Linked DNA regions of Mus musculus: region 2 is linked to region 1. Evidence: chromatin contacts called from public Hi-C data. All regions are on one chromosome and are shown on one strand. The core of a region is the stretch at or near the end of the contact, and the rest is flanking DNA. Distances in the headings are between cores, read along the strand shown.

Region 1 (6,526 bases), core at 3,646-6,145:
ACTCCAGTATTTGCCTGCCTTTCTATTTTGTTTTGCTTATATGAAGATCTATTTTAACTCAGTATTCAGAGCCCTGTTTTCTTTTGATTATCTAGAAATGTATCAGATTTGAAGTCTTAAAAAGTTTCTGTCCTATCTGTGGTCATGGTTTGATGGGCTGAATATTCATGAATACTGATGTTTATCATCTTTGATTTTCTTCCAGAACACGATTTTCCCGTCCCAAGTGACAAATGAGCATGAGTCACTGGTGGTGGTGAAGAAGCTTTTTGCTACTTGTATCTCATGTATAACGTACCTGAGGGGCTTGTTTCCAGAGAGCTCCTACAGAGACCGCCGTTTGGATGGTAAAGTTGCATTAAATGATTGCTTTGGCTGATGTCCCTTTTCTACTCAGAAACACAAAGCTTCCCTCACTCACAGACTGTGTTAATCCTATCTCATGGGTGTGTCCTTCAAGATCAATTGACTAACTCACTTCGCATTTTAATTTTGTCGTGTGTGTTGGTTTTTCTTACAGGAACCATTAACCTCAAGCTAGCTATCAAATGAAAAAACAAACTTGTTGAGCTATGTCTCGTAATTCTAAGCCATTCTTGTAAAAGTGAGAACAAAAATCTACCTTAATGCTGAAGGTTTACATTATTTTGTGTCTCAGTTGAATTTGTTCTTTGAGGTATATTTTGACCCTGAGGAAATTCAAAGGAATCAGGTGAGAAATATCTCACCTATTAGCATATATAAATATGCACGGGAGGCATAAATCCATTTGTGGATTAGCATGAATATTTAGACAGTTATTTTAATGAGTTAAGTTTTTTTTTTACAATAGCCTACCTCTTCATTTTATTGTTATCAGTGTGCACATATTTCCTTGCAAAATGCTATTTTTTCCAAATCTAATTTGAAATTTCTCATGTTTATATTTAATTATATACCATGGCTTCATTCTAACTTAATTTTCTTAGGCAATATTGATTCTCCAAATGAACAGCCGTGAGTGCATGTTTGCTCTAAACACAGAAGCATGGTACTTGTAATCATGACACCTTCCTTCGTGTTAATCACTCCTTTTAACTTAGGAGCTAAATCTGTAAGATTTAGTGTGTTTTCAGGGAGCATATAGTTTGTTTCCCCTCCTGTTTGGAACATGGAGCTATAAAAGAAGGCATACTTTGGAAATTAAGCACTTTTTGTATTTCAGTTGCTACTGCTAACATTGAAAAACAAAACAAAACAACAAAACCCACAGCTCTTACTTCAAGAAATAAAAGAGATAGTTTATTCTAGGTTCAAATGTGAGTGACATGGGCCAGGGACATGGATGTAGGTTGCTGTAGGTGTTCCATCTAGTATGGAGGAAGTTTCATGAAGTTCTTACAGTAACAGAACAAAGAAAGACATAGGGTCAAAGAAAGTCATAGAAAGTTGGGGTACAGCCAAGTGGGGAAATCTCTGCTGTCAGTCTCGGGTGCTGTCTGCTGACATTTCCAGCTTTTGTGTTGGTGTAAGCTAGGGAGTCTGTTGGTACATTTCAAAAGGACTCACCTAATATCCATAAGGATGTTAGCTCACACACAGAGTTAGGCAATAGCTGGCTATGAGGAGACTAGAGATAGCCCAACATAATTTTTAGTTTAGCTCTGGACTTGGAACATCCCAACTTCCCACAACCACTGAAGCCTTAATCAGTTAGTCGGCCTCATGAAGTACGGCTTCTCTCCAGGAGTGCTGCCTCACACTGTCCTAGGCACGGAGGCAAAAGCATTGCTCAGAGTCCTAGTTTTTTTTCTTGCGACTGTTTTAGTAGATGCTAGTCTTCCTTAATGTATTTGTATTTAAAGTGACATGTCACAAAATGCTCAATGTTTGTATAACACTCTTTTTAACAATGTCTAAGTATTTTGTCAAAGTAGAATAACTTTCTATTCCTCAACAATGGTAAGAAGTGATGTTAATTTTAGCATAGGAAAACCATATGAAAAGATGGAGGACTCTAAGAGCTGGCGAGATGGCTCCACAGGCATAGACATACTTGCTGCCGAACCTAATGATCTGGGACCCATATAATGAGGAGAGATCCCAGTAAGTCATTTTCTTCTGACTTGTACACGCACATTGTGGCATACACCTTTCTACTGCACATACATGTACGCCAACCCATAAATTTATAAACACCTGATGATTTAAGATGCCTCTATTAACTCATACATGGGTCAGTGACTTTATACAGATTTCTTTATATACTATGTCTTTCTTCCTTCATATGGGGAAGTGGGAGATCTCACATGGAGATGTTTGAGAATAACTTACACATTTGTGTTTAATATTTTTTCATTAAGAGGGAAAATAATAAAGAATGAAATTAGGAATGTGTTTAACTTGTTAGTTGAGATGGTCTCAGTGACATCTTAGATTATTTAGAGAGAATGGGATAAGGAAAAGAGACCAGAGTGGGAGTCTGCTACACTGCTCCAGAACTAGGACTGAGGGAACTATCCACATAGGATTCATGTATAAAGTGGGTGTTTAAACATCAAAACGTGCCATGCAGTGGCGGTGTACACCTTTGATCCCAGCACTCAGGAGGCAGAGCCAGGTGGATCTCTGAGTTCAAGGTCAGCCTGGTCTACAGAGTGAGTTTATGGACAGCTAAGGCTACACAGAGAAACCCTGTCTTGAAAAACTAAATTTTACAAATAAAAAAATAAAGGAAATGCTTTATTTAGCATGAAGTTTTCAGTATAACAGTGATGTTTCTTTTTTTCTAGACCTCAGTTTAAAAATTCTCCGGGAAGACAAAAAGTGTCCGGGGTCATTACATATTATTAAATGGTAAGTAAATTCTGTAAAATTGCCCATCAAACTTTATTTTCTAAAATCTTTTCCTAAAAAGAGAATACTTTATTAGCCCTCTTTCCTGAAAATTGTAGCAATTATTCAGTATTATTTTAAACTATTGATTTCATTTTAGAAGAAAATAGACTTATATAAAGAAAAAAAAATCCTAACTGCGATTATTCACTATATACCTTTGTGTTTACTACCATTCTGTGCTGGGAAGAGAGAGAACACTTCTGTGCTTCAGAGCTGTGTGTTATTTATAATATTCTATAGATATATGGGAATGGCTTGGGGTTTTAAAAGGTGGTTAAACAGAACGGGCAGAATGATTGTTAATTTATATACTGCAAAATAGAAGTGCAAACTAATTACATACTTGGATTTATTTTTTTGGCTGTTCATATGGGCTAAAGTGACATTGGATATTATTTCTTGACAGGATTCAAGGTTGTTTTGATGCTTTGGAAAAGAGATACGTAAGAATTTTTGAAAATTTACCTCCAAATTAAAGACTCATCTTTACTCCTTAAAAAAGTTTAGACATTTTATTTTGTAGTGTTTAACAGTATAGCAGTGCTTGCTTTTTTATTTGTTAGTCGATTTTCTTTTATTTTGTCTGTGTCGCCTCACTGTTGTCTCCCTTACAACAAATAGAAACGAAAGCTTCGTTTTCCTTTTTATATACGCATATCTTTTTTAACCACAGAATTTCCTCTGAAGTCACTGGACAAGATCCACAGGATGTGGGTTAAGGAAGACAAGAATCTGGTAGTTAGCACGTTGAACATGTTCTAAATAGCGGTGACTCGGTTTGCAGATGGAAAAGAAGAAATAGTTAAATAATGAAGTTTTACTCTATTTTATTTTGTTAATTATAACTCCTGTGTATAACTTTGAACTTTTAAAAGACACAGCCCAGATTTTAAGTGCGTATGCTCTCTCATGCTTCAGTAGACACGAATGAAGAATGTGAAGAATGAAGGCTCAAGGTCTGGCTGAAGAGATGCGATGCACCTGAATGAAACCCCTGCTCCTATGCTTGCTCCATTCCCCCAAGTCTTCACTCGTCAGCTCCACGTTAAGCTGCAGTGAAGAGGCTTGCCATTGTGTCAGTAATGTAGTCACGGAGTCCCTCACTCCTTCCCACCTTGGGTGAACAGTTACTCACATTCATTCCATTTTGACCCAGGGGACAGAGGGATACAAAGATAAGACAGATCAGGGAAGGGCTTAGAGACATGGCAGGAGGTGAGTGTTGCTCATATGAGGGCTAATGATTGCTAGTTATCTACTGGTTCAGCTGTACCTGTTGCTAAATTATTGGTTGTCTGGGGTCTGGGTTGAGAAAGAGACATTGCAGGATGAATTTGGCTTCTCGGCAGCGCAGCGGGATGGATTAGCCTCGGAAGTACTGAACACCTAGGAACTTTTCATAAGTTCTTTATTGTTACACAAAAAAGGCACTTTTAGCAAGACAATTTCCGCATAGCAAAACCTCTTATCTGATGTAGGAGTTGTGTGAAGGCCGATTACCTAAGCAGTTCAGTCAGGAGATTTCCTGGTTCGCCAGGTATGTCTTGGGACTAAGTTATGCAAAAACTCTGAATCCTTCAGAAGGGCAGCTCCAGAGATCTCAGCTAACCTGATCAAGGCCGTCCACGCGTGACAAGACCCTCTTTCACTCCAGAGATCTCAGCTAACAGTCCTGATCAAGGCCATCCACGCGGTGACAAGACCCTGTTTCTTACAAAGAAGAAAGGAGTGGGGGAAGAGGAAGAGGAGGAAGAGGAATAAAAAAGCAGGTCACTGGTGACGCAAGCCTTTAAACTCAGCACTCAGGAAGTAGAGGCAGGTCTCTGTGAGTTTCAGGCCAGTGGGACCTACTGAGTGAGTTCCAGGACTACCAGGACTGTTATATAGAAACCCTGTCTCAAGAAAACCCAAAGAAACAAAGAGTAGTTCAAGTAAAACCAGGTTTCAAGTAGCAAGTGCCCTTGGAAGATGTCCTGTTGAAGAACATGGTCTTACTAGTTATGAAATTCTGGGTACTTCCCCTATTGCCCCTCTCATCTCTCACAATTCCTGCTCGTGAACCACACTACATTCTTTCAGAAACTGAACTCTGATCATGTTATCCTTTATGCCTAAAAATTTCCCAGGAATTTAAAAAAGTGTTCAAAGCTGTTTGCACGATCGAGCAGGCCTGAATGTCCCTATTGATTTTCTAAGACACCCTCCCTCACTCCCATGCTCAGGCTACACGAAGACTCTCTAGGATGCCAGTATCTTCCACATACTGTTCCTCTTGCTCAAAAAGGTCTGTCCAGACCCTATGCATGGCCTGCCTAGCTCCATCTTGTCCTGCCGCTAAAATTGTCCCTCATTTGAGGGTTCCCCTAACACTTTGTGTTGTTTCTTCACAGCAGACCCTGAGTATAACAGTGTGGCCATGTGATTTTCTTACTGTTAGTTCCCCTTTCTAGTCGGCATGCATCTTGAGATCAGCGGCTAGCCATATTCTTTCTTCTTTTAATGTGACAATAAACTATTAATAGTTTTACTGTGTGGTCATAAAAATCAGTTATAAAGAAGAAAAAAAAAATCAGTTATATGCTAAAATAGCCACAAGGTGGCACTAAAGTTTTAGTCAACTGCTACAGAATTATGGTCCTCACGTTTTATATTTAAGAATTTATCATAGTGTTGATTCTATTTATGTCTGTATATTCAATATTCTTTAAAGCTGAGAGAATGTCTTTGTAGTTTTGTGATGTATAGAGAAAGGCACGAGTTTGTGAGACACATCAGAGTTTCTAAGTTGTTTACCTTGCTTGGTAAATTTTAAAAGGAGTACTTATTAGGGATTCTTGTGGTACATTTAATTTTGAACAATAATGGATTGTTTTGCATATCTTTTGGTTCCCGAATTAGAAAATAAGAAACTTTTTTTTGATAATCCTTCTTTTGTCCCAGTAAAGCCAGTGTTTGTAATAGAAATTGTTTGAATGGGTGAATTAGTTCCTTTTTCTGACCTTCTGAATATTTTCTCTCTGAAGTAATATTTGAATTAGTCTTCATCAGAATTGTCAATACTATAGTACAAACATATAATAACAGAGTTTTCTTTTCTCTTGAAGCTACACATGGCAGTATTAACAGTAAGTACAAACTTAAAGGCCAAGTCTCTGTCTCTGCATGAACTTTTGGCAAGTACAGCATTAAACAGGCATCTTTCCCGCTTCCCCTCGTGAGATTTATGACATTTTAGCATTTCAAAATTGGATATATCAGAACTTAAGATATTATAAATGTTCAGTATATTTCTTTGACATATATATTATTATATGAGAGAACATATCATATGAGAGAATATATCATATTAATGCTTAGGATTTAAATATATTTTTAGATATGTAACAGATCCAAAGTCTTTTGTTTGAAAGTTTTGTGGACTTTTTTTTTGAAGTTTTATATACCCATAGGTATAAAATGATTGTAGAAAATTGAGATACCATTGATAAAACATATTAATTATTTAAATATTTATGACATAACAAGTTAAGAATTTATTTGTACAGCTGGGCAGTGGTGGCACACGCCTTTAATCCCAGCACTTGGGAGGCAGAGGCAGGCGGATTTCTGAGTTCGAGGCCAGCCTGGTCTACAGAGTGAGTTCCAGGAC
Region 2 (7,156 bases), core at 1,620-4,119, 550 kb before region 1:
GTGGGTTCTGCTATTTCCCATTCGGAATCCCCCTTTCTTTCTTCCTGTGGACTTAAAGCGCTCACAGAAGACTGAAGGGTGTCAGCCTTCCAGAAAGTACTTATGCAGCTCCTACAATCACATGAGGCCAAGCATCTGGGACAAGCCTTTTATTCTGTGACCTCAGGATTCTGTCTCCTGAGCCTGAGCCTGAATCAGTGTGGCTACACTGGGTCAGTAGAGGCAGGCACGCAAGCCGGGAGCTGGAGATGGTGGGACATACCTAGTATCCCAGCATTTAGGAAGTGGAGACAGGAGGATGAAGAGTTCAAGGTCATCCTTGGCTACACAGTGTGAGCAAGGCCAGGCTGGACTATAGAGCGTTTCAACATAAACGTAAAAAGCCTACACTCTTAGGTAAGGATCCTAGTTTGGTGTGGTGTACATGTGCTGTGTAGCTTCAGCTAATGGGGAGTCTGAGTCAGGAGGAAAGATCTTGAGACCTCACCTCAACAGGGAGACCCCATTTCTCTCACTAAAATGCCCGATGTTCCCCCATTATAGGGACTTTGATAAGTGGAACACCTGGAATTGGTGTCGCAAAATGTGACCGGATTTTGTAAGTGTGTGCTAGCCCACCACCCCACCGATATGAGGCCATAGCTCCCCTAGAGCAGGTGTGGCTCTGAGAAACTTGCTTGAAACTTTTGCTGGCCCATTGAGCTGAGCTAAGCGGGCTCTTCAGGGGAAGCTAGTGCTCTGCCCAGTAGGAGGCGCTAAAGTCACGTCTAGGAAGGCAGTGTGTCCTTAAGGTGCAAAAGACACCGGTGAGGAGGCTTAATACAAAACAATAGACAACTGCGAGGACGCTGCGTCCCTGGAAGAGTCGGGGGTGGGGGTGGGGGTGGGGGTGGGGGGTGGGAGCTGAACTGCCCGAGGGGTCTGCAACAGCTAGCCTAGCCGGGCAGGGCGGATTTTCCTTCGCAGCTGAACTCTGGATGCCATGGCTACCTGTAGTCCACCGCGTGAAACTGGGCGTCCTGGCTACACTCCTGGGAATGTATTACCAGCCAGGGCAGGAGGGTGGAGATGACAGGCATCATACCCAAGAGGATTTTAGAAGTTTCTTTCCTAATTATCAGCCATGATCCATATACCCTGTCTGTCTGGCCTCAGTTTCCTTCACCGTGCAATAACCGGGTTAAATCATTCAGTTGGCTTCTACCTTCCTAGTGATGATGCAAATGGCGGTGGCACTGGGATCATTAGCCTGTAACTCACGGTGCTCTAGAACAGTGGTTTTCAGCCTTCCTAATGCTTAATAGTTATTCATGTCATGGTGACCCCCCAACCATAAAATTATTTCATTGTTACTTCATAACTGTATTTTTGCTACTGTTACAAATCGTAATGTAAACATGATATGCGGCCTCTGTGGGGTTTCCACACACAAGTTGAGAACTGCTGCCCTAGAGTCTAGACTACGCAAATACCTCCCTCCCTTCATCCACACAACCACGCTGGGATAGGCAGAGCTGCTGTCCTGGTTTCACAAAGATACAGACAGCTCAGGATGTGTGCTGGGAGGAAGTCAGTACTTCCGGGGAAGGTCTAGTTCATGATTACAAGGGGCTGGGCATCTTGGACATGGGATTTGCTGTTTTAGGCTGTGTGAACCTGAGCAAGGCACTTACCCTTCCTGTGTACACAGACATCAATCATTGCAGAATGTGCCGTGCAGAATGGGAAATACATCTTTGCGGCTTGGGTTTGGACCACGCTGTTCCACTTCCCTCCACAGCCTGCACCCTCTTCCCTGTGGGTAAGGCCCTGGGGAAGCAGGATACCTAGTCTGGAACTAGGATTTCATGACAGACTCGGGTGTCCCCCTGGAAGAGCCACACAGGGACTTTCCAACTGGCCACAAAGCTGCCTGCCCAACCTGCAGGCATTTCTCCTTGTCCTGGCCTACTGGAAGCCAGTCTCTTCCTGTTTGTTCTTTCAGATTCTCCCAGCTTCCTCTGTAAGGCCTTCTGGAGCCCACTTCTCTTGCCCCCCTCCCTTGAACTGTCCTACACTCAGGGTTTCAAGAACTGCTATCTGGAAAAAAAAAAAAAAAGCCGGGCATGGTGGTGTACGCCTTTAATCCCAGCACTTGGGAGGCAAAGGCAGGCGGATTTCTGAGTTCGAGGCCAGCCTAGTCTACAATGTGAGTTCCAGGACAGCCAGGGCTACACAGAGAAACCCTGTCTCGAAAAGCAAAAACAAAAACAAAACAACAATAACAACAACAACAAAAAACCCTAGTCATGTCCTGTGAGTGTTTTTGTTTTAATCCCAGGCGCAGGATATGGCTTGCTTCAGACTGCCCATGGCTGCTGGCTAGGACTGGCTCCTGCTCTAGGAGGGCCATGGTTTTTGCCAGCTGCAGAAAGTTTTGTTTAGAATTCTGGGGACTCTAGAGAGGGTAAATGCCAGAGCCCCAGAGGACCTGGGGTAGGGCTGCTGCTACTACTTCTGCTTCCTGTGTTGGTTGGAGATATTCTGATGAAGAAGATTGGACTTGCTCCAAGGAAACCAACGCCCCTGATCAGCAGAAGGTAGCCTAAAGAGATCTATACCCCTTACCCCTCTAACTTTCTTTCTTCTCTTGCCTAGTGTTGGGGGGCTAGAAGGAATTGTAGTGGAAGAAGGGTTGGAAAGGTGGGAGATAATAGAACCCAATAAATTGACCAAAAAGTATGTCTACACGCTCCAGACCCTCTGTCTCAAACAAGACAGAAATGTCCTGGACTTTTGCCATTTTGTTCTCTTCTCCTCAATGCTGGGGATGGAACGCAGGGCCTTACACAGGCTCAGGAGGCGCTGTGTCACTGAGCTCCACCCCCATCATCCTGTTCACAGCTGGTTAATGTATGTGGCTTCTGTGCCAGGCCCTGGGTCTCACAGGCCTCCTGGGATTACACCCTCACAATAATGCCAAAGCGCGGGAGGGCTGAGGGCTCTCTGAAGAGGCATCTCTGTGTAAGCCTTGCCCTGAGGTGTGAATCATCATGCCGACCAAGGTTTCGGCTAATGGCTGTGTGACTTGGATAAGCCTCTCCAGCTCTCTGGGCCTCAGTTTATGCATGTAGACATTGAGGACTACCCAGAAGCTGCTGTTATGAATGTGAACAGAGAAGTGACTCCTAGGCAAGCCTGACCCCTAGTGGAGGTTAGGTGCATAGTGAGTACATACGAGGCGAGCCAGGCAGCTTCACGGCTGTTTTGAGCTTTCACAAGTAAGTGTGTGTGTGTGTGTGTGTGTGTGTGTGTGTGTGTGTGTGTGTGTGTGTGTGCATGTGGTGTGTGTATTTTTTGGCACAGTCTCAAACTGAGGTTAACCTTGAAAATCTGATCCTACTAGTATGAGTCCAGGCATGGGTCACTAAGCCTCACATAGATGCGATGGTGAGATTGAGCTCAGGGGCTTCGTGCCAGTTAGTTAGGCAAGAACTCTGCCAAGTGAGCTACAACCTCAGCCTGCTATTATCACTACTGATGTTAAGGAGTGGCTCTGTGGGCCCATCTCTCAGCACTCTTCACCCTGAGTCTAAACTTTACCTACAATCCCTACGGTGCTAGACAGGGGTCCTGGTAGCCCCTCAGGGGCCTTGAATGAATGCTTCATCTGACCAACATGTCATAGTTGTCTCCTTGTTGCTGTGGGCATAATTGTCTTCTTTTTCTTCTCCTCCTCCTCATCTTCTTCTTCCTTTTCCTCTTCCTTCCTGACTGAAGGCACTAATTTCTGAGTGACTGTTCCTGCCTCCGACCTGCCCTTTGAGCCTTTTGCTGGTTTGAGAACACTTCAGGTCTTCAACTGTGCAGCCATTAACCTGCAAAACACTGCCATATGCAAGATGACGCAGACAGTCACTACCAATGACAGAGCTTCTAAGATCCTAAGGTCATGTGGCTGGCACACCTGAAATGGCACTGGGCTTGGGGACAAATTACCTAGGTTTTGAGTAAATGGAAAAAGTGTCTGCATCTCTCCACTGCATAGATACTTGAATTTATACAAAGCAATGAAACCAGTTCCCAGGCTGGGGAGATGGCTCAGCGGGTAAGAGCACTGACTGCTCTTCCAGAGCTCCTGAGTTCAATTCCCAGCAACCACATGGTGGCTCACAACCATCTGTAATGAGATCCAATGCCTCTTCTGGTGTGTCTGAAGAGAGCAACAGTGTACTCACATATATAAAATAAATAAATAAATCTTTAAAAAATACCAGTTCATGCTACAATGTGAATGAACTTTGAAATCTTGCTAAGTGAAAGAAGCCAGAAGTAAGAGACAAGTATTGTTTATATCTCATTTATTGAAATGGTCACAATAGGCAAATCCATAAAGAATGATTTAGCGGTTGCCTGGGATTATAGAATGGAGAGAACTGGAGTGTGTTAGCCAGATCAGTGTAACTATGGTAGAAGATCTGGGGTCATGAACTGATAAAAAGGAAAGGTTGTTTAGCTGGAGGTTCATATTCAAGATTGGGGTGGATGCCGGGAGGTGGTAGTGCACACTTTTAATCCCAGCACTTGGGAGGCAGAGACCCGTGTATCTCTGATTTCGAGGCCATCTTGGTCTACACAGCAAATTCCAGAACAGCCAGGCCTACTCAGAGAAACCCTGTCTTGAAAAACAAAATCAAAAAATGATCAGGGGTTGCTTATGTTCTCTGTGGTGGTTTGAGTGAATGGCCCCATAAACTCATACATTTGATAAAACTGTTTGGGAAGAATTAGGAGGTGTGGCCTTGTTGGAGGAGGTGTGTCCCTGGGAATGGGCTTGAGATTTTAAAAGACTGTGAGTTTCCCAGTCTCTCTTTGTCTCGTGGTTGTGGATCAAGATGTGAGCGCTAAGCGTGCTTAACTCTGCTGTCATGGGCTCTCACCCTCTGAAAGTATAAGCCAAATGAAAAGCTTTCTTTTCTAAGTTGCCTTGCTTATGGTGCTTTTTCGCACTAATAGGATGAAGGGACAGGAAGGAACAATGAACACTGAACCAAGCTGTAATGTCATGGGTCAGCAAGCAGAGATGGAGGGAGGTGGAGACAGACAGACAGACATGTGGGGGTCTCACGATCCCAATCTCATACCCCAAGTGACCTAATTCTCACCCACTAAAGTCCACGACTCTGTCCAGTACCACCACTCTTTTTGTTGTTGTTTTGTTTTTCGAGACAGGGTTTCTCTGTAGCCCTGGCTATCCTGGAACTCACTCTGTAGACCAGGCTGGACTCGAACTCAGAAATTCACCTGCCTCTGCCTTCCAAGTGTGCCACCACTGCCTGGCCAGTACCACCACTCTTGAGACCAAACTCTTGAGTCCAATATATGGACTTTTAGGGGATATTGTTTATCCAAACCATTGCAGGGCGGGAGGGGTGGAGGGGCGGGAGGGGGCCAGTGGGGAGGGGCAGGAGGAGGGGGAGGGGTGGAGGGCCAGTGGGATGGGGCTTCTTCTTGAGGAGATAAGGCGCTCTAGTATTAGGTGATGGCTGCATATCTCGTGGCTGTGGTGGAGCCATTGTACTGTGTACTTGAACATGGTGAATGTACCAAGTCAGATGGGTTGTATCTCAACGAAAAGGAAAGAGGACGTGAATGGCTGTGCTGCCTCCAGCAGTGTGACACTGGGCAAGTTTTGTTCCCTTCTGTCTTTTACTGCTGTGAACAGACACCATGGCCAAGGCAACTCTTATGAAGGACAATATTTAATTGGGGCTGGCTTACAGGTTCAGAGGTTCAGTCCATTACTATCAAGGCATTAGGGTAGTAGAGTGACCACACTGAGGCTAGGCAAAAACAAAATCTTTGTTGGGGTGACAGGTCAGTCAGCTCTGCACTACTATAAGAAGCACCAGACACTCAGCTTATAAAGAGAAAAGGTTGTTTTAGCTCATCGTGCAAAACTCACAGCTTTGGGCCTATGGTGCCAGTAAATCACAGCATAAGGTACCTTACAATCAACACATGAAAGAGAAAGTGGAAGAGACCAGGGTTCCACAATCCTCAGTGACCCAAAGATGTCCCATCAGCTATCTTTTTTGTTTGTTTGTTTTTCAAGACAGGGTTTCTCTGTGTAGCTCTGCCTGTCCTAGAACTTGCTCTGTAGACCAGGCTGGCCTTTCACAGAGATCCTTCTGCCTCTGCCTCTAGAGTGCTGGTATTTAAGGTGTGCACCACCCCCACCCCCACCCCCACCTGGTTTTGGCCCTACCTCTTAAAGGTTCCACCCTTCCCCAAAGCACCAGACTGGGGGCCACACAGAGTTGGCCAGGGCTCCCACACAGAGGCACTGGGGAACACTCTAGATCTAAACTATGCCAATGCCTAATTGAGAAGCAACCAACCTGCTCAAAACTCAATGTCCACTCTGCAAATCCACCAGACAAGGAAATCCCACCACGAGAGCCTCTCAGTTGCTATTGGAAGGTGCTGCTTTGGTGTCCCCTGGCCCTGGCCTCCTGCCCAGTTCTTCACCAAGCAATTCCTATACTGGTTAGTTTTTGTCAACTTGTCACAAACTAGCATCGCCTGAGAAGAGGGCACCTACATCACATTGGCCTATAGACAGGCCTCTGGAGCATTTCTCCATTAACTGTTATGGGAACCCAGTGTGGGAGGTTCCATTCCAAGGTAGGTGATCCTGGGCTGTGTAAGACAGCAAGCTGAGCAGGCCACGAAAAGCAAGTCAGTAAACAGTGTACCCCATGGTCTCTGGGAGCTGGAAGATGAAATAAACTTTCTTTCTCCAAGTTGTTTTTGGTCAGTGTTTATCACAGTCAAGAGAAAAGCAAACTAGGTCCCCCAAACTAGCTGATCTCATGGTCCTTACCAATTGGAGTCCTGAGAGGATGCTGTACTCCAAGGCATTACTGTCGTCTATGCAGGTCCCTGAGGAGGACTGACATGCCAAGGAGTGAGGCTGTTATTCTTTTTGGGGGGAGCGTGTGTTTCCTGCATTTTTGAGAGTGTATCTGTATGTAGGTGCACAAGTATGCACTTGTGCGCGCGCGCACACACACACACTGTCATGCCCCAAAAATAACAACAAAAAGAATTAAGTGGCTATGGATGTAGCTCATTTGATAAGAGTACTTAGCTAGTACGCACAAGGCCCTGGGTT

What was found. A called contact is a pair of places that touch in the nucleus more often than the background predicts.
Region 2: a contact with region 1 is called in a Hi-C map of pro-B cells, with 5 times the contacts expected there. The contact joins two enhancer-like sites. A contact is called at or near these places in 2 of 15 datasets of contacts at CTCF or cohesin (embryonic stem cells and pro-B cells) and 6 of 484 Hi-C or Micro-C datasets (the G1E-ER4 cell line, the N1E-115 cell line, cardiomyocytes and 3 more).

Annotation. Positions count from the first base shown.
Region 1 is chr11:4,421,065-4,427,590 of GRCm38.p6, reverse strand. Hormad2 (HORMA domain containing 2) reads left to right here. Exons shown (of 11, transcript NM_029458.1): 3 at 206-347; 4 at 2,772-2,835; 5 at 3,284-3,320; 6 at 5,982-6,002. Among named protein-coding and RNA genes, the nearest start is that of Hormad2, 17 kb to the left of the region's middle. Within about 2 kb of position 4,895, at least 62 of the 459 cell types and tissues checked have an H3K27ac peak or open chromatin away from gene starts, as enhancers often do. A contact at or near this core is called in the G1E-ER4 cell line and pro-B cells, where this site is marked.
Region 2 is chr11:4,969,419-4,976,574 of GRCm38.p6, reverse strand. It overlaps a transcript of Ap1b1 not described here. Among named protein-coding and RNA genes, the nearest start is that of Ap1b1, 14 kb to the left of the region's middle. Within about 2 kb of position 2,869, at least 67 of the 459 cell types and tissues checked have an H3K27ac peak or open chromatin away from gene starts, as enhancers often do. A contact at or near this core is called in the G1E-ER4 cell line and pro-B cells, where this site is marked.